Linked DNA regions of Mus musculus: regions 2, 3 and 4 are each linked to region 1. Evidence: chromatin contacts called from public HiChIP or PLAC-seq and promoter capture Hi-C data. All regions are on one chromosome and are shown on one strand. The core of a region is the stretch at or near the end of the contact, and the rest is flanking DNA. Distances in the headings are between cores, read along the strand shown.

Region 1 (5,750 bases), core at 2,223-4,722:
TTCTTCTATTCTTAGCCCTGAGTTGGAGAGTGGATTGGAAAGCTTACACACTGTGGGCTGTTTAACCACACATGTCCTTTCTCAACCTACCATTATACCTTCTCGTCTTCCTTCTTTATTTTTATTTTTCCTGAAAGATAGGGGTTCATTGTCAACATCTTCACAAAACTCTGATTATTTCAACCACACTGGGTGTTTGCTGTGCAATACATTAAACCTCTGATTCTTAGACCGAGTCTCACAAAGACCTTCCCCAGGCTCTTTGCCTTAAGAGCACCCTGTGCCAGACAGCCTGGGTTTTGAGGTAGCACTTCAGGGGATGTACCACCACTGGGCCTGCCCCTTTCTTTGGCTTAAGCTCAGTTTCATTAACAAGCACGTTCACACTTCAACTAGAACATTTAAAATAACACCCGCACAATGTGTTTAGTGTTCAGTTAATTATTAAGTCTCTAAGCTTGAATTATTCAAGCAAAATTGATTGGGTTCAACCTTCTTCCTTCTCTTTGTGCTTTAAAAAAAAAACAAAATAAATTCTCTCCTCTCCTCTCTAAATAATTTGGAAAGGGTTATTTAATAAGTTTCAATACCCTGGTCTGTGGGTGGTACCCAAGGGCTAATTAGAATAGGTAGAAGGACAGGCAGCTTGAGTCTTTTGTTAAAAATTGTGTTTAAGACTGGGGTGCGGTTCAGTGGGCACAGCCTGTTTGCCACCCTGAATTCTTTTCCAAGCCCTGGGAAAAAAATAGCACCTGCAATCAATTCGTATATTTCTATTACTAGTTAGACATTTAAAGAGAACCGACAGGGTTCACCTTCCTCGACAACTGATTTCTAATTGTTTAAAAAAATTCATTTTACCTCTTTTATACGTGCATGCACATATCCCTGCGTGATTGTGGCGATCAGAGGGCAAGGCATGAGAATTGATTTCTCTACTTCTATCATGTTGGGCCTAGGGATGGAACTCGGGCTGTCTGGCTTGGCAGCAGGGGTTTTTCTTGCTGAACCATCTGGTCTCTGTGTGCTCTTTTAAAAAACTTTTAAAAACATTTTTATGACTTACTCTCCTGAGTAAATGAACTTGTTAAAAAATGTGTTGACTTCATTTTAAAAACTTGGTGAGGCTGAAGAACATTTCTTGACCTACATAGATGATTACAGACGATATAAAACTATCCCTTCCCATGCAACGTCTTTGTTAAAATGGTAGGGAAAAAAGACACCAATGGCAATGAAATAACAACAGTAACTAATGTCAAATGATATTATTTAGTTTAGGATCACATTTCACGTCTATAATTTTGTTACTAGTACAATTAAGGAACAGGCACACTCAAAGATTTCATGGCTGGAAATGATTAACCTTTTGTCTGAACCTATCAAGTATCACTCACATGTCAAGAACACATTGAAAATAATGCAGACCTTACTTATGCCAGCAAGAAGAGACTCGGAAAGTATACATTTCAGAAAAGATTCACTATATTCTGCGAATCACAGCAACTTTAACCTGAGCCGTCATTTTCTGACTTATCTAGGCCTTCGTTTCTGGTTCTCCCTGTTTTTGCATTACTGAGATGTAAGAATGATTCATTGCATGCGTTGCCACGGAAAACGGGTGTAGGGAAGGCATATAAAATAACCACGTTTTGGAGGAGGCGCTCACTTGGGGGTGGGGGCGATAACAGAAACGCAATATTCCGGTTTAGCTGTATCAAAAGTAGAACCTTCCATGAGCATTATGGAGGGAACTCTCTCAAAATCTAAGACCACAAAACCCTGAAAGGGCCCCACCAGCAGCAGGTGCCTTGGCTCTTCAGTGACTTGCTTTTTGCTGCATTGCTACCGGGCCGCAGAGTGGCTGTCCCCATACCTGAAAAGTGTGCTGACAGAGAGTTGTAGGTTTGGTGACAGTGACGAACTATGTTGATTGCGGGAGCTGAATCCCCAGGGGAGCTTGTCACCTTGGGTGAAGAATAACAGGCATGATCTAGGATATTTCTGGAGGAAAACATGCCAGGCTTCACATTGGGGGAAACTTTGGGAAACAGAAACGGGAATCCCTCTCCTTTGAGATCCCGCATGCACGACAGGGATGGTGAAGCAGACCAGTCTCTTATTATTTTTCCATCCTGGGGGAGTGACACAAACGCTGTGGATTAGGAACACCGGAAATTAGGAGTCTGGGGCGTGGGAAAGCCGAATGGGGGCAGGGTGGGCAGGTAAACAGCGTCTGGAGCGGCTGTCTTGTCTTAGAGCGGTTGGAAGCCGAGGGTACCCTTGCGGGACCGACGGCATCTCCGCAGAAGTGGAGGAAGAAGGCCGGCTGGGGGGTGGTCACCGCGGGGACCCCGGGCGGCGGCGAGGCACCGTGGCGCAGTTCCCAGCCCGTGCCTCACCGAGCCAACCCGTTCCACACCCGAGTCGCCCCGGGGGACCCCGCTTCCCTGGCTGCGGCAGCCGCAGCGCCGCGGGCCGAGGCGATCCCCCTCCCCCGGGGCTCGGGCTCGGCTGGGCCGCAGCGCGCCGCTTCCAGCGGGGTCGGGGGGCGGGGCGCGCCGCCATTTTGGATCCGGACGGTCCGCGAGCCTCCGCCTGCGCGCCGCGGCGCCGGGAGCGGCCTCGGGGAGCCTAGGGCGCGGGCGCGGGCGGCGCGGGCGCGAGCGGCGCGGGCGGGAGGGCGGGCGGGGGAGGCGGGCAGAGGAGGAAGGGAGTGGTTGGGAGCCGGGCTGCGGCAGCCTCAGGTCTCCTCAGCGGCGGCAGCGCCCCCTCCTCCCGCGCCTCAGCCGCCTGCGTCCGTCGGGAAAGATGCCCTCAGCCCAAGGCTGGGAAGAAGGGACTCGAGTCGCCGCCCGAACCGCGGCTGCCGCCCGCGTCCTCTGAATTCGTCAGCGCAGCCCCTCGCCGAGGGGCGGCGGCGGCGGCGGCCGCAGGGCGCGAGCGGGAGCCCGGGCGCTGCGCCCGGCGGCACGGCGCGGCCCGCCAGCGGCCTCCGGCATGGAGCGGGCTCGCGCGGCCAAGTAGCCGCCGCCCCCGGAGCCCGGCGCGAGAGCCGCCCGCAGCCCGCCTCATCCCGGCTGCGCCGCCGGCCAGGCCCCGGGAGAAGCCGGGAGGAAGATGACGCGTCCTCGCCGCAGTCCGCTGGAAGCAAGACTCGCTGCAAAGCCCTAGGAAGAAAGAGCTCGGAGCGGAGGCTCGGCGTGCTCCGAGCCGAGCCGGGAGAACTGCTCCGGCAGCTGCCCTCCCTTTGCCGCGGAGGACTCGCCCAGGCGCTATCCGAGTGGAGGTTGGGAGCATTTGCAGAATTTTTGGCTTTCCCTCCCCCTCCATACGTTGCCCCCTCCTCCTTTTTCAATTTTTCTTCTTCCCGGGAAGTGAATTGCTGATGCCAAGGGGACTTTATTCATTAATGATGCAACTGGATTCGTTTCAGGATTATGTTGCACGAATTGAATTTTGAATGAAGGAGTTTTTTTTTTTTTTTTTAAGGAGTGTTGACTCTTTAGTTCGTTGTACTTTTAATTATTATTTTATTTAAATGTACAATTTAATTGTATTATTCTCTTAAAATATTAAATCTATATTTTATGGAAACTCACCCTCAAGATATATATGTTTATGGGTGAAATTGGAGACGCTTCCGTTAAGTGAGGTGACTGGTGTATTGGATGTTTAATTCAGCACCGGCATTGCATGACAGTTGTTGAAATAACAAGTGGTTTATTTTTAAAAACCACATCTTTAAACTTTTAGGTTCAGATAGTAACAGTAGACATCGTAAGGGCATTTAAAAGAAAACCAGCAGAAATCGAAGCAAACATGTCCGGAGAAGTGCGTTTGAGGCAGTTGGAGCAGTTTATTTTAGATGGGCCAGCTCAGACCAATGGGCAGTGCTTCAGTGTGGAGACGCTACTGGACATCCTCATCTGTCTTTACGATGAATGCAATAATTCTCCATTGAGAAGAGAGAAGAACATTCTTGAATATCTAGAATGGGGTAAGTTTTCTTCTAATGCGTTGCTGGGCGTGAGCATTATTAACTATAGTGAAAATGATGTGTATAGCCTTAACAACAGAACAAACGCCTATTAGTCAAGACTTCTCTCTCCTAGTTTTTCTTAACTGTTTGCCAGGGCAAAGCGGTGCCACTTAGTTGTTGCCTGGTTGTTTGGCCTTGCTGTTTGTGAACTCACTGCGTCTGGGGGGGGGGGGGGGCGGGCAGCAGCAGGAGCTTCAGAAGGAAGGCTGGGATTGGCAGAATTGGATTATTGAGCACAGTTGTCACAACCGTTCAGTGGGAGGGTATTTGTTGGTTGGAACATTCCTTCCCAGTCTTTGAAAATCACAGGAGATTTGAGGAGATGCTGAAGTCCCTGTGTTAATTTTAGGACAACAGGAATGTGGAGGTGGTGATCAGGGGGTTTAGTCTCATCTCTGGATAGCACTGGCAAAGGAAAGTACTAAACATGGACTTTCCAAAAATCACTAGGTTCCTGAGAAATAATAGAAATTATGTGTATGTGTGTGTGTAAAAAGATGTAGTTGGAGGATGTTTGGAGGCAGCTCCACCTGCCTTAGATTTTATTCTAAATTGAATTTGTGTCTATACTGGCTAGATGTGACCCAGGTGACCTATAGTAGTGGACTAGATCAGTGATGCGGGCAAACTCTGCATGTGACCTTCAAGGCTTGTCTGAACTCCAGGAGCCTCTGATGTCACTCACTCGTGTGAGGGAAGTCTGACATCCAGCAGTGGCCATCACTGCCCAGGCTGGTAGAGAGTGGTACCATAGCTCTGGAAGGATTTAGGCCATTTAGAATTTTGAGCTGTTGAAATACTTTTAGCTAGCTAAATGATTTTTATATCGACGATCTTTATTCCCAAGTAAACCTTAATTTTTCTGAAGTAAAAAATTTAAGTGGCCGTTGTTGTTTCTGTTTTCAAATTCATTCAAAATTTGTTTCTCAAGTCAACTCCCACTTTAAGAATGCTAACATGAAGCAATTTGAATTCTCCAGTTTTCCAGTATTAGATGAGTGATTGCTAGTAGCACGATGTTTCAGGGTTTAAAAGAAAATGTACAAATGTGCATGGGATGATTTCACAAAGCAGTTTGCCATCAGCGTGCTGGGAATGTAAGGAATCTTAAATCAGTTGTCAGGCAACTTCTCGCTTGAGAGTAGGTAATTTTTATGTTGGCACTGACTTTGCATTTACCTGCCTTTTTATGTGCAGGATACAATATTTTATGAAGCATATGGAATCTTACACCCTGTGTTTCATAAACTTAGGAATTCTGTGGTGTTTCTTTTTTTGAAGACTTAAAAGGTTTCAGTACTTTTAGAGTTGGAATTTGAGTCCTTCAGTTACAGCTTCATAGTGATACTGTAGTCTGTGATTATGATTGTCATTTAATATCCTTTTCATTTGCAAAACGGTAGGAGAACTCTTTGTACATAGCAGTGGCAAATATAATTTAAAATAGTGTATTATATAAGTGAAAATGCATTTTCATGGCTTCCTGATGTGTGGTAGTTTTATGCTATGGGGTATTTTGCCATCTTATTAAAATAATCTCTGTATCTTCCATTTAGCATCCTTTCTTGGATTTTTTTTCTCTGTTTATGAAGACACTTTGCAAACACATACATACATATTTACTTATACTAAAAAGTAAAACAAAGATCAAGTGTTTGGCTACATTCACTATGTTTTTTTATTTTTTCAGAGAGAGGGTTTTATGTCA
Region 2 (5,750 bases), core at 1,305-3,804, 980 kb after region 1:
TCCTAGAACTCACTCTGAAGACCAGGCTGGCCTTGAACTCAGAGATCTGCCTGTCTCTGCCTCGAAAGTGCTGGGGCTAAAGGTAATGTCCCACCTTGCCTGGCTTTGAGTTTTTTGTTTCGTTTTGTTTTGCTTGTTTTTTCCAGCTAGGGTTTCTCTGTGTAGCCTCAGCTGCCCTAGAACTCACTCTGTAGACAAGGCAGGCCTCAAAGGCACAGAAATTTACCTGCCTTTGCCTCCCTAGTGCTGGGATTAAAGGCATGCACACCACTGCTCAGCTGATGTTAAATATTTTTAAAAATCAAATTGTGTGTGTGTGTGTGAATGTGAGTGTGTTTGTGTGTGTGTGCATGTGAGTGTGTATGTGAGTATGTGAGTGTGTTTGTGTGAGTGTATGTGAGTGTGTGTGAGTATGTGAGTGTGTTTGTGTGAGTGTATGTGAGTGTGAGTGTGTTTGTGTGTGTGTGCATGTGAGTGTGTGTGTGAGTATGTGAGTGTGTTTGTGTGAGTGTATGTGAGTGTGTGTGAGTATGTGAGTGTGTTTGTGTGAGTGTGTGTTTCTGTGAGTGTGTGTGTGAATGTGAGTGAGTATGTGAGTGTGTTTGTGTGAGTGTGTGTGTATGTGAGTGTGTGTGTATGTGAGTGTGTGTGTGTGAATGTGTGTGTATGCGTATGTGAGTGTGTGAGTATGTGAGTGTGTTTGTGTGAGTGTGTGTTTCTGTGAGTGTGTGTGAGTGAGTGTGTTTGTGTGAGTGTGTGTGAGTATGTGAGTGTGAGTGTATGTGAGTGTGTGTTTCTGTGAGTGTGTGTGTGTGTGTGTGTGTGAGTGCCAGCCAGCAAGTGCTTTGGAAGTCAAATGGAAACTTTAAGGAGCTGGTTCTCTCTTTCAACAGTGGGTTCTGTGGGTGAGACTCAGAGACGCAGCTGGTTAGGCTTTCGTGGTAAGCGCCTTTATCCTGAGCTTGAACCTTGAACTTCTCATCCTGTGTCCACATCCATCCACATCCGGAGTGCGGTGAGTACAGACCTGTATCACCATGACTGGCTTGTGTGTCACTAGGTATCGTGCACACTACCCAAACACTCTGCCAACTTGAGCTACATCTCTAGCCCAGGTCTTGTCAACTCAAACACTCTGATCCATCCCAGCCTTCTCTGGACCTTGAGACAACTGTAACCTGCAGAAGACCAGACATGGGAAGCCTTTCCTTCCCTTACCAAGGGCCCTAACCTTTTCTTTGGTAGCTGGGCCATTATCCTAATGACTGGGGCTAGATCCCAGGCCACAGGCCAGGCAGGTGTCAGCGTGATCAACAAAGGCAGAAATGAGGATGTGTGGGATGGGAGCCTGGAGAAGATCAGGCAGAGCCAATCTGAGGAGCCAAGTGCATAAATGACTGGGGGCCTACAACCAGGGACCTAGAGAAGCCAGTTGTGGGGTCCCTAACAAAGAAAAGACAAGGACAGAGGATGGCTCTGGGAAATTAACTGTTAGCTAGGTCTTAAGGGGTTGGAGGATGGGAGTGGGAAGGGACAGAGAACCAAAGAGGAAAGAGACACCCTGTTTCAGATAGTTGCAGGCTGGGCTAGAATCAGGACCAGGGAGGCTGCGAGAGTATTTTTATCTTTACAGTAGAAGATGAAAGCTAAAACATGGAAGTGAGGTCAGAGAAGCAGCAAAACTGTGCCTTAGGGAATGAGGATTTGCCGGGCATGGCGGTGTCAGTGTGGCAAGAACTCAGCAGCAAGCTTTGGTCCCACTCCTTTCCTTGTGTAAACCGAGACCTGCAAGTGGGTGGTTTGAGGCAGTGGCCCCTCCAGGATCCTTACTCCATTTCCCTAAAGATCCAGCGTCGGTCCTGTCCTGGGAGAGGGCGCAGAGCAGGTCCAGAGGCCGCTGTTATCTGGAAACCTCCAAGTCGCAGCCAGAACACACCAGACGCTCAGCGTGTTTGGTCCCAGTTGGCAACGCTGGTGACCCGGGGCAGAGCAGTAACGCGTGGTCCTAGGGAACGCTGGAAATGTTGTTCTTTATTTGGGGCAGGACAGAGCTTTGTAACTTTCAAGGTCCCGGCTCTCTTATGCGGCGGGACTGGGAACAGGGTAGGTCCACTGCGCCCTGGTGTTCCCCCGCCCTGAAATCCAACTGGGCCAGCTTAGAATTTCCTGGGGACATTCAATCACGAACATTTGCAGATGCTCTCCAACGCCGCAACTATCCTAGGCACGGCCCAGTGCCCTCTCAGTGGGGATGTGCTAGGGCACAAAGGAAAGGCAGTTCGGAGACGTCCTCTCCCAGCCTTGTGGGCGTTAGCTGGTCTGGTCCCGCCCCTAGACCTCCGTGAGGACGGCCACGCGTGGACCAGCGTTAGAGAACCACATTGGGGTTCACTGCCCGGCGCACAGAGCTCGAGGTCCTGCTGGGGCCGGCGCGAGCGAAGAGTCCAAATTAGGTAACGCGTGGACACAGTTCTGCGCATGTGCAAGAGGAGCCGGAGTTTCACTTTGTAACTTTTAAGTGGTGCGGACGCCACCCCGCCTCGCCAGGTACGGACTGACCACTCCCCCGGGCGCGCGCGCCGCGCCGCCGCCGCAGGTAAAGTGGGAAGGGGAGCAGAGATGGGGAGGTTGCGGCCAGCCCCTCCCAGGACGCGCCGGCCCGGGTCCTCGCGGGGCGGGGCGCCTCGGGTCGCTTTCCCCGGGGACTGTCTGGTGACAGTAGCGGGGTAGGTGGCTGGAGAGTGCCAATCAAGCCCCGCGCCGCTGGGACTTCCTGACAGCTCTTGGCTGCGTGGCGGATCCTTCCCTCCACCTCCTCGGCGGGCTTTGGAGTTTGTTTGTGGAGTCGGATCTCCCCGCCTAACCCGAAGGGCAGCGTCGGAGCCCTCTTTTCTTTAATTCCTTACGAGGCTAGACCCGGCTTGGGCGGGCTTCGTACTGTCCGGGTGACCACTCCCTCCTGCCCGGGTAGCACCGGGTGGAGGAAAACTGGGGACTTGGGAAAGGGCGGGAGGGGGAGGGAAGAGCTGAGACGGCAAAGAAACCACATCCGACAACAACTTACCCAGACCTGATAAGCCTGGCTACCTGACACCTCGGGTGAGGTGGAGTTGCTGTCTTTCTGTCCCAAACAGGAGCCAACAGCTTGTAGGGACTTTTGCAAAAGGCCTGGGAACATATTTTCTCTCCTGAAGCTTTGGCTGGGTCCCAGAGCCTGCCCTGTTGAGAGTTTGGGGTGCCAATGATATGGTGGAGTGCTGAGCGTTTGCGTGTACGAATATTCACTGGATGTGGGATGGTGGCTATTGCTAAGTGTGTACCTAGGCAGGGATCCTGAGACCACAGTGTCTAATTGCTGTTTTTAAGGCCCCCTCGCTCCTCGTAGTGATGCGGTTGGAATACAGCCTTTTGCCTTGCACATTCTAGGCGTGCACTTGGCTTTGAGCAGCATTTCCATCCCTTAGGGACTTGTTTGATTTCTTCCCTACACACACCCAGAGCCTTCTCTCTCTGGCTTGGCTGCCCCTTGGTGGGTGTGCTCCCATCTGCCCTCTCAGAGCGTGTTCCTTTGGGAAGGCAAGAACGGACTGGCTCATTGAAAGCCTAGAGAATGTTTCTGTAGCAGCCTCTGACTCTGCTGCTGCTGGGTGGGCACAGGTTGCTCCGACTGGAGGAGAGGGTCTCGGACTGTGGCTTCTGATCCCTCTCACTTGTCAAGCCTTTCTTGTTTGCTCTGCGGTATTTGATTTCCCTGATTCTAGCCCACAGGGGATATTGAGGCAGAGAAGCAGCCCTTATGTCTGCATGAGGCAGAATAGGCTACCTGGTTGAGGAGGCCCTTAGGCCTTCTGTTTTGCTTTTGAGGCAGGGTCTTACTATGTAGCCACGGATGGCCTAGAACTCACAGAGATCCACCTGCCTCTGCCTCCTGAATGTTGGGGTAAATGGGTGGGTACCACAACACTCTCCCTTCCTTAGTTCTTACCAAACTTTGTAGATTCTCTTGGGAAACCTGTTTGGCAAGAGAAAAATGACTTAGGAGTGTGGCTTGGCCACTAGGGGAAGGCAGCCACAGTTACCCTCCTGGGGTCAAGGCTTCTCTGTTCCTCCAGGCCTCTGAAAGAGCAACATTGGTGAGTCACCTTTCCTACCCACCCAGCACTACCCGTACCCCCCTTCCTTGGGACAGCACTCCCTCTGTGAGCATTTATGAGGATATTTTTCCTTTTCTTTTCCAAGCCTTCTTTCTTTGCTCTAGGGTGGCCCATTTCCCCCAGTTCTAGCTTTAGGGGATCTTTGGGTGCTGCAGCAGCCCTCTGGATGTTCATAGGAAACCTTGGCTTGGTATGCCACCTCAAGCCCAGAGCCACTGTGCTTCTGAGGGAGAGAGGCCCTCCTGACCTTGGCAGGACCTGGGTTCCATTGGACAAGAGACGAGCCATCCTGCTGGGTGAAGAGAAAGGAACAGGGTGGCGCAGACGAACCCGGGGAGGTGGCGGAGAGCTTGTTCTAGGAGTTTAGATGCAAAGCCAGGTAGCAAGAAACTCAGTGGGCAAGACCAGAAAATGGGCGCATGGGATAAGAGGCATGGGCAGGTCTCAGAGTAACATCAGAGTGTAGCGGGTTTCTGTTCTGAAACCCTAAACTGGAAGGTGGCTCCCCTGTCACTTATGTGACACTGGTGGCATCAGGACAGTGTGTAAATGTTGGTGCTGCAGGGACAGGACAAAGTGGACAGCCTAGCAGGAAATGAGAAGCAGGCCAGAGGCCTGACTCACTAAGACTTGGAGCTGTCAGGGGTGGGGAGTGGGAGGGCTGATCCAACTGAAGACATCTCCAGCAGATGCCCACAGTCCTTCCTCCCTACGTGTGGCAACAGTACAGCCTTGCATCACCAGGCAGGGATGTTTCGAAGTACTGGCGTCCTGGTGATTTTTTTCCCCCTTTGAAACAGCCTTATGTGATTTCCATTAGTGCCCAGGGTGCCTGAAACCTCAGGAGGTGTCAGCACTGAGCCTGGAGCCATGTCTGTTAATCTCAAGCTTTCTGTGTAGCCAAGGCTGGCCTTAAAATCCTGATCCTCCTATCCTTGAGTGCTGGGGTGGCAGGTCTTCCGGGACCCTTTGCTCCTCTGGGTTTGGTTTAAAGGAGAGAAGCAGGGACATCACTCCAGGTGGAAGTGCCATTCGTGATTGTTCACAGTCACTAACCGGATGGCACCAGACACGTCTACCTACAGCCACTGCAAGTTCCTTATAGAAGGGGAAAAAATGATCCATTCTCTTAAGCCAAGTCCCCTCCCCCATCCTTCCCTCACTTTCCCTCAGGTGCGGTGCATGTGTGAATCTGGGCTAGGGCTTGTGTGTGTTGCATCTGCGAGTCTGCGTAGGGGTGTGTGTGTGTGTGTGTGTGTGTGTGTGTGTGTGCGCGCGCACGAGCATGTGCATGCGCACAGCAGTGTCAGGAGTCAGAATTGGGACCCTACCCCAACCCAGCACACCTCACTAGCACTTTTTGTAGTTCAGACATCTACTTCCGGTTCTCTACACCCCCTTTTCTCGTCCCTAAAACTTCTGCCTCTCTAGCAGAAGGAAGGAAGTCCTCTGAGAATTACAATTTAAATAGACTTGGGGAGGTGGGAGCCTGAGGTGGGAGGGGCTTCCTTAGACTTCCCACTCATAAATAATGTGAAGCAGGCCAGAACCTGGGCACCAAGTTTTCAGGCTTCCGTGCCAGGGGACAGACTGTAG
Region 3 (5,750 bases), core at 1,913-4,412, 890 kb after region 1:
AGAACAATGATAAAGAATGTTTTTGTAAGCTAGAGATTTGTTATAATGTAAACTCTATGGAATCCACCCTGAAGGAGGTGCTTGCTGGCAGTACAATGAGGGAGGCTCGGGGTTCGTTATTCAGCCTCGGATCGCGGCTCGGCCCTCTCCTGGGCTCCTTTTCTGCCCTCTCTTTCCCACCATGAGTGTTTAAACACAGCCCTTTTCTACCTCTGTTTCCACCTCACCCTTGCTAGTTCCTGTGATTTTCCATCCAATAAGAGAAGGAGAGTGGAGTTTTGCTTTCCCTGACAGCCAAACATCTTGGGGCTTGCTCCAGGCTCCGCCTTCCACACATCCGCCGCTAGTGTGGACTTCTAGGCTCTTCTCCAGCTGCCGGTTTTTTGTTTTTTTCTTTTTCATTCCCACTAGCCGACCTCATTGTTTCTAGGGCTGAAGCCATCCTATAATACAACACTTGCCAATTTGGGAATTGATGGCAGTTTTGCATTTGTGGCACTGGAGGAGTCAGCTTGTCCCATTGTCCTTTTGTCACGAAAATGGTATTAACAGTATTTCCTTCCCGCTGAGCCTGAACATGGCTGGAAACACAGAAGAGTGTCTGGCGAGTCACACATGGACACAACCTGGAGAAGTCACTGCTTTGGGAGCCTCACTCTTGTTTGTGGGAAGTGCCAGGACCCTGCTCTGCTTCTGGCTCGAGCAGAACAACGTGCCATTTGGCTCCGTCAAGCCCCTGTCATGGGTTGCCACACAAACACTGTCTCGTGCTGTCATTTCCTGGCAGTGAACAATCACTCCACATTGCCTCAGGATCCCATCGTGTCTCTCTCCTGGCAGCTGAACCGGTCCTTAAAAAGCAGATGTACAGCTGGAGTCATTCTTTTGGGAACACAGGCAGGAACAAAGCCAGTGTGGCTTATCTGAACGAGCGCCAAGTGTGGTCCTAGGAGCACAGGGCACAGCTGCATGGATTTGGCAATTGAGGAACTGCTCCCCACCTCCCCCCCCCCCCCATTAACTTGTCACAACCATACAAGTGCCTTCCTGTCATTTCTTCATCTGAAACCATGAGATGGGGGAAGGTGGCTCTCTTTTTACACAATCACTCACAAGCCTCACCCCACAGCACTGGGCACTGGGTATGACAACATAGCTCCAGCAGCCAAGCTAACCAGTTGTTTCTAGCTCTTTCCTCAGTTAGTATATATCATGTTCTTGGCCATGCCTTTCAACTCTGAAGTCTCATTCTCTCTCTCACTATTTAAATGAATTTATAGGTACCAATTCAAATTGGTTTCTGTATCCTCCGAGTAGAATGTCCTAAGTTAGTGGAAAATATGTTTCTTTAGATGCACACCAGGAATAATTAAGTTAGACTGTAATCCATCAAACAGCCAACTAATATTTATGTAACATCTATTTTGTGTATTTCACGGTGTAAGGAGCTCATTGTGAAGGTTTAACAGATTATAGATTGCTCAAGAGGTCTGTGTCCTTGAAAAGCTAATAATGGTTATTTTGTATTTTAAATGACAAATGCTTGCTGGTTGCTTGGGTCTTCTTCATAACAGAGATTTAAATATAACCGAGGGGTAAAGAGTGAATTCATTCAGACATTAGGTTTTTGGAGAGCAGTAGTAGATAGTTGTAATAAATGACGTGGACTTTTCTTGTTAGAAGGGAATCCTTCTGGGACTTTCCAGCTTACAAAGCATTATTCTGACAAAGAAATGTTACATAACCCTAAACTGACCATGATCTGGTTCCTTGCAGAAGAAGAAGCTGCCAGGCTCTTGAAATGGTCATTTGATTCCCAAAAGGTGAAAAAAATAAATTAGCAGTTAGGACCACATGCTAACGGACAGAATGGGAAAAGATGGAAGGTCACATGCTTCCCAGTTTGTCTGGAAGGTCACATGCTTCCCAGTTTGTCCTGCTTACGTATCGGATGAGACGCCTGTAGGCCTCTGGGTTACTACTACAACACTCATAAAATACTGCTTCTATGCACAACATGCTTTGTGTAATTATTCTTCATCTCCTGGAATCTTCATGGAGGCCCGCTTTCCCGCCTGTGTGCACCAACAGATCTATAACTCCACAGAACTGCAAGTCCTATTTTTGTTCATTTTCACAGTTAAAGGATTTCAAGATTTTGTGCTTTCTCCTCAGCGATTAGTTCCATCGGCCTGCATCTTAACAGCCGAGAATATGGCTCTGCGGGCCAGGGCATCTGTGTTCAGGAGACTGAGTTATCCTCCCGATAATCCTCCCAGCTTCATGCTAGCAGCTTTTAAATTGTTTAGTATTTCAGAGACAACATCATCTCAGCATATTAAATATTAAGGGCCTCCCTCAGCACCCGAACCTTAAAGTTGTTCTCTGTAAAATCTGCGCGAGTGTTCCCAGGGCACAGAAAGAACGTTACAGCGGGGGTTTTTGGAAGCAGTATGGCTATAAACGTCACTCCCGCCCCTGCCGTTCACAAGGGCCCATTTGCTGTGAAATATTTTGAAAACACAGCTGAAGCGGGGACAGCGCAGAGCGCAAACATGCAAAAATAGGAACGAGCCGAACGTGATGGAAGGAACGTGAAGGGGGGTTCAGGAAATGAACATAAACCTCTAGGGAACTACGCAGGCCGGGGCTGCGGTTTGGGGACCACTGGGGGCCGTTCTCTAGGACTGGGAGGCCTCGCGGGTAGAGGAAGCCGTTTTTCTCCCCGCAGCACCGGGAAGCAGTGGCTGCCTGGGACACAGCCCTCCCAATCCCAAAAATAGCTGCACAAACCGGAGTGGCGCGCTGGCCTGCGGCGCTGGGCGGAGCCACGGGCAGCTTATCACCCCCAGCCAAAGCGCTGTAGCCCAAGCGCAGCAACCGCGCCCAGAGCTCGCCCTTTATAGCCAGTCCCTTGAGCCCCGCCCTAGCAACCGCCCCTAGCAACGCCTAGCTCCAGCGCTCCGCGGTCTTATCGGCCTCAGGCAGGCCTTTCCTGTCCCCCTCCCCCACGCCAGCTCGCGTGACGCCGGGCCACGTGACCGCCTTCCGGAAAGGCGGGGGTGAGTGGTGGAAACCCGGGAGGCGGGGCGCTGGAAGACGAGGCCTTCCGTCATCGAGATGCGACCGGATGGCTGTGTCGCCTAGTGCCTGTCGCAGTCCAGAGGTTCCGTCACCAGACGAAATGGCGGAGGCTGCGGTGGTGGCGTGGGTTCGCGGCCCCGGTACCGTGTGGAAGGCGCTGCCGTGTGCCTCGGTTGGGTGCTCCGTGCGCGATGTGATCTACCGACACTGCCAGGAACAGGTGAGGATGGCGGTTCCCGGGAAATGGGGGAAAGAGATCACCAAGCCAGGCTGGGTTCGTCGTTGGGTGTTTCTGACTAATATGGGGACATTCCTCTGCTAGTCTATGGCAGTCGTTGTTTTGTCCCCACGTCGTAAGAGAATCTCCGTCCATTTACTGCGCTTTGTCCAACCTCGACTACAAACTCTCGTTCTGTTTCTTTTATCCCCCCAAATGATACCTTTAAGGTTCTCTTCTTACATTCACATTATAGATAGGAATATGCTTTCTTACCGACCCTCAGGACACCCATCCAGGCCAAAGAACGGTTAGAGAAGGATATGGAGTCATCCTGACAGAGCCAATCACTCACAGATATTCTTGGGCCTCTTTAGACTCTGCCATGTGGATATAAAACCCTGGTTAAGTGCTTCTAAAGTTTTAAGCTTTAATTCCCAAAGAAGCAGGCTTATACTGACTAGGAAATCTCAAACCTCTTCAATCATCTAAAGAGTTTACTGGGTTCCCTGAGTCTAATTTTAATCTGGGCGTTTGGTATAGAACAGTTTTTCTGTATGACTGCGCCTTCGTTGTAGTCTGTTTTCTCTGCTTGTTATGTAGAAACATAACAAATGTTAAAATACCAAATCTGTTCCTAAAGAGACTTGGATGAGTTCCAAGAAGAATATGTGATTTTCTAATTTCTTTGTCCTTTAAAAAACAAGGACAAGAAAGTCTTTCCTTGTAGCCCAGGATGTTCTGAACATACTGGAGGGCTGGGATTATTGGTGTGTCCCACCACATCTAGCCTTTGTTTTCTTCTCTATTCTGCGGTCTAGTAAGAAAAACAGAACCTTTTTTTAGCCATTCGAATTCAGATACTTTCCAAAACAGGTGACTTTTCAATGTATTTGAAGAATAATTTTCAAGTTTTATTTTTAAACTTAAAATTGATCCATAAACAATAGAATCTTAACAATGAGGAGTGTTGGAAATACACTTTTTTGAAAGGACACAGAAATAAGGCTGGGCCTGGTGGTGTATGCCTCTAATCTCAGCACTTGAGAGGTTTGGGGGTTCTTAGCCACGTCTCTATAGTGGTTTTGGGGCAGCCTGGACTATGTGAAACCCTGCTTGAAAGCAAAACAGCCTCCTATCACCTCGTCCTTAGATTTAACAGAGGCACTGTACATGGACTATGGGAGTCCAGACATCCAGAAAAAACCCCCAATAGAATTGAGTTTGGAGAACAGGTAAGCAGAAGCAGTTATCAGAGAGCATTTGAGTCTGTCTGTTACTTAACAACAGTAAATGTGAGTGCAAGCAGCTTACTAAGGACAGTTTGATGAAATAGGAAAAATCAAGATAGTTCAAGTTCAAGCTATACTTTTTAAAGCAAAACGGTTCTGATCCATGAAGAAGTTTTATCTCTCGCTGAGAGAGGAAGACCTCTGCCCTGTTGATCATTAGCCTTAACAGACATCAGTAAAGGTGACTACAAGTTAATAGGAGACTCCCAAGGACATACTGCAGTAGTAAAATGCTGTAAGGACCTTGACAATCTACTCCTTTCTTATTTGCTGGGGGAAAAGTTGGTTTTAAAAACTGGAGATGAGAAGAATTCGGCTGCTGAAGGTGTCAGTAAGACAGCAACTTTCTGCTGCCCTTTGTCATGAAGGCCCAGGTGTGTGTACAACTTCCAATTAGGGGTTCCTGAGTAGAATATTCTGCATCCAAAATGTGTATTTCCAAGGGAAGAGGAGCCTGGTGTGTTCAACGGTTCAAGCCTGACGTTGGTCATTTAAGTTTCTCTTAACCTCTTTTCTTGTAGCGATGCTTGGTTTTCTTGTTAGGAACTGGAGACATTTGCCATGGTTTCTCTGTTTGCAGCTCCTCACGGCAGAGGGTCAGTACATTTGACCTTAGTGGACTGCACGTTGTCTCTGGTGCTTAGGCTGGTAGGCTGATCCTGCAAAGGTGTGGGTGAATACAGTGTATTGGAACATTTATAATCTACACATTTGGGAAATGTATAATCTACACATTTGATAAAATAGGAAATTCTTCCAAATTCTTTTTTCTACTAGAAACTTAATAGACAGGATTTTTTTTTAAAGATTTATTTATTCTATGTGAGTACACTGTTGCTCTCTTCAGACACAGCAGAGAGGGCATCAGATCTCATTACAAGTGGTTGTAAGCCACCATGTGGTTGCTGGGAATTGAACTCAGGACCTCTGGAAGAGCAGTCAGTGCTCTTAACCATGGAGCCATCTCTCCAGCCCAATAGACAGGAATCTTAACTAGAAAAGCAAGGGGTTGGGTGATGGCCTAATGGTTGCTCTTCCAGAGGTCTCAGATTTGGCTTTTAGCACCAGTGTCAGGCAGATCACAAACCACTGTAACCCCAGCTGTCCCCAGGGATGTGGACGACTCTGACCTCTGAAGGCACCTGCACCAACATGCC
Region 4 (5,750 bases), core at 1,026-3,525, 820 kb after region 1:
AGATATCCTCACAGACATCTGAGTCCTTTCCTACCTGAAGTGATGAGGTGATGCCCCAGAGGCCCAGAGTAACAGGCTTGTTCTCTGCTCTGGGATGGGGCCCCACCATCCACTAACCCTTCCTTCATCTGGTGCATGACAAACTGCCCTTTCCCCATAGAAGGGCTGGCTGTACAGTGGGAGGGAGGTCCTCTCCCTAAGGTCCTCCCCTGTCCCAGTCCCCCTTGTCTCTGAAGGGGGTCCATCATCCCACTTAATGTAAATTACACTCAAAGAAATGGTCCTTAGATCCCTCCCCCTTTCTCCCCTCTGTTTCTGTCCGTGACTTCATGTCCAGGACTTGGAATAGTGCCAGGACCACACTCAGGATGGGGCCCTAAGAGAAAATCAGCAACCAAGTAGCAAGAAGACAAAAGAGAGTGAACAAGAAAAAAAAAAAAAAAGGTATGAAAATAGGCTTAGCTGCTTTGGGGTTTTCCTTTGTGTTTATTTTTAGCAAGGATTGTGTGCCTAGCTCTGCAGTAAAACAGCTGATGCTACCAATCTTTGTTCCAGGGATCTGCCCGAGGCAACCTCACAGGTTTCTGCAGCCCAAAGGGAAGGTGATGGGTTGCCTGGCCCACCCAAGCTGAATCCAGAGCATTAGTCTCACAGGACCTTTTCCCTCTCGTGGTACCTTCTGGGTATGGAGGAAACGAGAAGCCAAGTGCTTTGGACAAGGCTGGAAGCTGAAGAGGCAGCCCTGCTTGCGGGCTTAAGCTTCCAGAATGGATCTCCTGCTGGCGTCTGCAGGGAGAGGCTGAAATGCCCAGGAGAGATCTCCACATCAGGCATCCGGAGGAGGCAGAAGAGAGGCCACCACTGTTGGGTCTCACACTCCATTTTGGATTTGCCTTTGAGGATCCCCACCCCCGACTTCCCCAAGGGGAAGGGCTAAGGGAAAACTATTTAGTTGGTGAACCCTACCTTAAGACGCCAGATTCTGGCACAGTCCCCTGTCAAGCTAGTGCAAGCCATCTGGGAGAACCACATGGGCCCTGAGCTTCCAAGAGACCCTGAAGGCTGGAAGGCGGACATTAGGAAATAAATACTTTACCTCTGTCCTTCCGTGTCTCAATACTGGTGACTTGTGGGCACTGCCCTCCACGCAGAGCTGGACAGAGTCCCTGCACAGAATAGGCCTGGTCATCCTGAGCAAGAAGATTAACAGAGCGGGGCAGTGGTGGTGCACACCTTTAATCCCAGCACGTTGGGAGGCAGAGGCAGGCGGATTTCTGAGTTCGAGGCCAGCCTGGTCTACAGGGTGAATTCCAGGACAGCCAGGGCTACACAGAGAAACCCTGTCTCGGGAAAGAAGAAGGAGGAGGAGGAGGAGGAGGAGGAGGAGGAGGAGGAGGAGGAGGAGGAGGAGGAGGAGGAGGAAGATGATTACCAGAGCACCCTGCAGAGGACTCTAGAATTCTGAGGAAGAGACGGTGTGACACAGGGACTTTAATTCATACTCTGGACAGTTAACACTTGAGGTGTCCAGGGATCACCACTTCAGGGATGACTAAATTACTGCTTATCTACATAAACACCCAAAAGAGTCATAAATTAAGGTTCTTTTGCAAAGTGATTTATGTACCATATGTGACCTGAGAGAAAGAGTGATCTGGCTGGCACTTCTGGCCCAAGGAACTTCTGAAAATCCAGCGAGCTGTGGTCTGGGGCTGGAGCTGCCGGTCGTGTGGTTCCGGGGCCGCTACTGCAGGAAAACAGCTGTGCTTCTTTCTAAGAGATCCTGTTGTACACACCAGGCCTTGCACTGAGTAACAAAACAACACTACGACCTCTAATGTCTGTGTCTGTGACTGGAGACAGTCTTGCAAGGTGGTGGCGAGGAGGCCACAAGCTTTCGAATATCAAATTTCTGCTGCAGCGCCTTGCGGCTGTGAAACCATAGCAAGGTCAGAACCAGGGTCCCAACCTCTCCAGGGCCCCGAGGCTCATGGTCTCCCACTGCAGGAGCATACCTGCTTCCGGGACCAGCTTTCTTTTGGGGGAACGGCGCGGCCTAGCGGCCTCTGGTAACCGATGCAAGGATCCCTCTCTTCCCTCTCCCTTCCCCCTCCCGAGTCCCAGCTCTTGGTTTGCGCCTTGGCCTCGGGATCTTCCGGGTCCCACCGCGCGCTGCTCGCGGGCAAGCCGCTGGGCTCTGGCGCCTTGAGCATCCGAGCAGGTCCTGCCCCCGCCGTAGGCGTGGGGACCTAGAGCTGCCCTCCGCTCCTTGTCCCGGGCCAGAGGCGGACACTAGGCGGTAGAAGCAGCTGCAGGGTCTGCCCTGCCCCCGCCCCGCGCGGAGAGCTGCTGCCAGGAACAGCAATATTAATAGGTACAAACTTCCTGGAAAGATTTTCGTCTTCGCGGTAAATGACCCCTCCTTGTCTGCCGGGGCAGGCGACGGGGAAGCCTGGGACCCACAGGAGCCAGGGACATTTGGGACCCATGGAGCTGTGGCTCACGAGAGCTGAGGTTCATTGGTTGGGGACCCACTCGGTGGGCAGGTCACAGACACCGTAGGGCAGGGCTGGGCTCGCCTTGGTAAATTAGGCGTTGGAGCCGCGACGCCCGATTGCCATTCCTCGGGAGCGCGCACGCCCTGGGCCACCCCGCCCGTATGCAGCGGCCGTAGCTCCTCCTCCGGATCGGGCTTCGGGGACCTTTGGTCACTTAGGAGCACCCAAACAACTCTGCAGCTGGTGCCCATAGGTGCGCGTCATTCCTTTCTCTAGAATTACCTGGCCCAGAAGCAGTTGTAGCCAAAGCCACCTCTCTCTTTCCCAGTCGCCAAGAGAGGACGGATCAGGAAGCGTCCCACCGGCCGCTTGGGCGCTGTGTGGTCAGTCCATGCCTGCATCTTGCGGATAGTCAGGTCCCAGTGCCTCCGCAGGAGGCTCACTCCCCGTACGGTGGCTGGAGTTCCCAAACCCTTTTTTTTTTTTACAACTCTGGACAGGGCGCCTGTTCTAGATTGGTTGGAGGTGTTTTCCCACCTGAAAGTCATCATTCATTGAAAATATTTATTGAAGCCGATGTGGTGGGAAGCTTGTAATTCCAGCACTCTGGAGGCAGAGGGAAGAGGATCTCCCATAGGTAAAGTTAGCCAGGTACTGAGCCCTTGACTTAAACAAACAAATTATCGCTACAAAGCAAACACAAAAATCCTCTTTCCCAAAACTTGAAAAAAAAAAAAAAAAGACAGAATTGAAACATACATGTGGGCAGATGGCCATGGAAGCTCACGGGAGGAGAGGCAGGAAGAGGATGGAGCAGGACAGAGCTGTGTAGACGTGTTTAGTGTTGGGACTGGGTGGTTGGGAAAGAGCAAGCCAGCCTCACAGGCTCACTCCCAAAGATGAAGACTGGCCCTGCTGGTTCCACCGGTGGTGTGGGAGTCAGAACGGCAGTTTGGGGCATGCTGGGTTTGATGCACACATTGGACATCCAAGGGTAGGGCGGAACAGATACTGGTCAGACAGGTCTCCATGCGAGATGCGAGACAGGGGAAAACACCTGAAGGAACCACCAGCCAGCCACCTCTGCTTATGGAGTGCGTGACGGTACAGTATGCGTAGGTGTAGCTAGCTTGAAACTCTCTGTAGATCAGGCTGGCCTCGATGGAAAGATCAGCCTGCCTCAGTCTCCTGAGTTGCTGTCATCCCAGTCGGAACTAAAAAATTTAAATTTAACTAATTTAAATTGAAAACAGGTTATTGACTCAGTTATTTGAAAATCTTTATTCTGTCTGAAACAACTAGGGTATAGACATCTGTTTTTTCAATGGCTTTCACATTGGGTGGTTTATAGTCGCCTCTAAGTCCAGCTCCCTGGAGTCAGAAACTCATTTTATTTTATTTTATTTTATTTTATTTTATTTTATTTTAGTGTATGGGTGTGTTGCTCATGTGTCTGTACACTACATGCATGCCTACTGCCCAGGGAAGCTAAAGAGGGCATAGAATCCTCTGGGTCAGCTACTCGAAAATCTTCAACAAGTCCTCCTCCTCCTCCTACTCCTCCTCCTCCTCCTCTCCTTCCTGTTTGTTTTTGTTTTATTTTGAGGCGAGGAGGTCTTTTTATGTATCCCTACCTGATCTGGAACTCTGTATACCAGGCTAGCCTCAAACTCACAGAGATCCTCCTGCCTCTGCCTCCTGAGTGCTGGGATTGCGCTTCCTAAGAAGCCGGGATGGTCGGTGATGTGTTTCCAAGGCCTGGCACAGGGACCACAGAAGGGCTCTGATTTATCCCTGATTCCTGAATATTTCAGGCGCTCAGATGCTCACAAGAATTCTGGTGTGTGTGTGTGTGTGTGTGTGTGTGCACTCGCACATGCACATGAATATAATCCAGGATTTCATGTAAAATGAGATACAAAGCCACGAGGAACAGGAGTCACTGGGTGTGGAAGGAGACCAGGCACTCCGGAGATGTTTCTCTCACTACTCATTATTAGCCCCAGGGATCCCCAAGGAGGGGCCTTTGTGTATCTTTCCTTTCCTGTTAAACCTAACAGAGTCCAAGACCAAAGGAACACCAAGCTGATAGTGGCCCTTCCTCATTCTAGGCTCCAGAGATGCCCTGAAGCAAGGTGCAGAGACCAGAGGCTTACTGCCTCTCTGCATTTTGAAGTTATCATTGCCTCCCATCTATGATTGCTTGATGCACCAAGCTCCCAGAAGAACCAGGAATCAGGCCGAGCAAAGTTCACGCTGGGAGCTTTGACCGGTCTGCACGGACCGCTCAGGTGTCCTGGCCCTCCAGCTCACATCACGCATTACCATTTTGTTCCTTAGCCACCGTGACTTTGCCCACACTCCTGGTCCTGCTTAGTTGTTTTTGATGGCTATTAGGGAATCCAGTGAGCAGTGAAGGGTGGAGCATTCCAAGAGGAGTCAGGAAAATACAGCAGAGGTGCCTAGGCAGCAAGGTCCTCGGTGATATGGGAGAAGAACCAAGTTGGAGCTGTGCTGGGTCTGGGCTGGATAAAGATGTATTTCCCAGGAGTGAGGGGACACTGAAGCAATGGAGAGGCATCTCGTGTGCTGTCTTCTGGGGATAAGGAATAGATGGAGGACAAAGGCAACTAAGAAGGTGTCACATTGTCCCCTATACCCTTCTTCATTCAATTTCCATATCCCGGCAAGAACTGACCTGCCTCTAGACTTACCAAGCAGAACAGTCATTGTTTGCCCAGTGAATACACAGGCACTTCCATCTTCCAAAGTCCTGACCTCTGGCTAATGGACTAGTATTGCCCTGTCAGCTACAACTGGAAGCGACCTGCAACATTTCTTTGTCACCTTGGTCAAAAGCATAAGGGCTCTGTGCCCTGTCTACCATGCCAGAGTGAGTGGTTATTGCTCATAAGTTGGCTCTTCTGGGAGTCTGGACCCCTGAGGCCCTGGGTAGGTAGGGCAGAGCCTTCCTCCCCATGCTCAGTCCCTGCTCGGTGGCCTTATAACATGGTTGAATAATGAACCTTACTAAATGTAGTCACTGATCTGTGCGGACTTCCAGCCATAGAACCTGGTTGGAAGTGACTTGGAGATCAGGTGCAGGGGCCTCCCCCTCTCAGAGAGCATCCTCCATCCCCACTACTCATGGGTTGGTAGAGCAGGGCAGGTATAGGGCAGGTATGGATACTGAGCGAGGGAATTGCTGAGACTTTGCAAAGTGCAAGGTTCACACCTCTGGGCCTGCTGCCC

What was found. Promoter capture Hi-C pulls out the DNA fragments that hold promoters and counts their contacts. HiChIP or PLAC-seq counts read pairs in DNA pulled down with a chosen protein or histone mark.
Region 2: a contact with region 1 is called in an HNF4G HiChIP or PLAC-seq map of pancreatic cancer cells. The contact joins the promoter of Tmem63a here to the promoter of Cdc42bpa in region 1. A contact is called at or near these places in 1 of 115 datasets of contacts at active chromatin or transcription factors (pancreatic cancer cells) and 1 of 9 other capture datasets (adipose tissue).
Region 3: a contact with region 1 is called in a FOXA1 HiChIP or PLAC-seq map of pancreatic cancer cells. The contact joins the promoter of Sde2 here to the promoter of Cdc42bpa in region 1. A contact is called at or near these places in 1 of 39 promoter capture datasets (liver) and 1 of 115 datasets of contacts at active chromatin or transcription factors (pancreatic cancer cells).
Region 4: a promoter capture Hi-C map of liver shows a contact between it and region 1, with 7 times the contacts expected there. The contact joins the promoter of 2900024J01Rik here to the promoter of Cdc42bpa in region 1. A contact is called at or near these places in 1 of 39 promoter capture datasets (liver), 2 of 115 datasets of contacts at active chromatin or transcription factors (embryonic stem cells and pancreatic cancer cells) and 1 of 9 other capture datasets (embryonic stem cells).

Annotation. Positions count from the first base shown.
Region 1 is chr1:179,957,288-179,963,037 of GRCm38.p6, forward strand. It overlaps Cdc42bpa (CDC42 binding protein kinase alpha), which reads left to right and starts at 3,473. Exons shown (of 37, transcript NM_001359541.1): 1 at 3,473-4,000. The coding sequence starts at 3,823.
Region 2 is chr1:180,939,964-180,945,713 of GRCm38.p6, forward strand. Tmem63a (transmembrane protein 63a) reads left to right here and starts at 2,555. Exons shown (of 23, transcript NM_144794.2): 1 at 2,555-2,596.
Region 3 is chr1:180,847,989-180,853,738 of GRCm38.p6, forward strand. Sde2 (SDE2 telomere maintenance homolog (S. pombe)) reads left to right here and starts at 3,163. Exons shown (of 7, transcript NM_145943.1): 1 at 3,163-3,304. The coding sequence starts at 3,185.
Region 4 is chr1:180,775,686-180,781,435 of GRCm38.p6, forward strand. 2900024J01Rik (a long non-coding RNA gene) reads left to right here and starts at 2,276. Exons shown (of 3, transcript XR_373751.4): 1 at 2,276-2,374.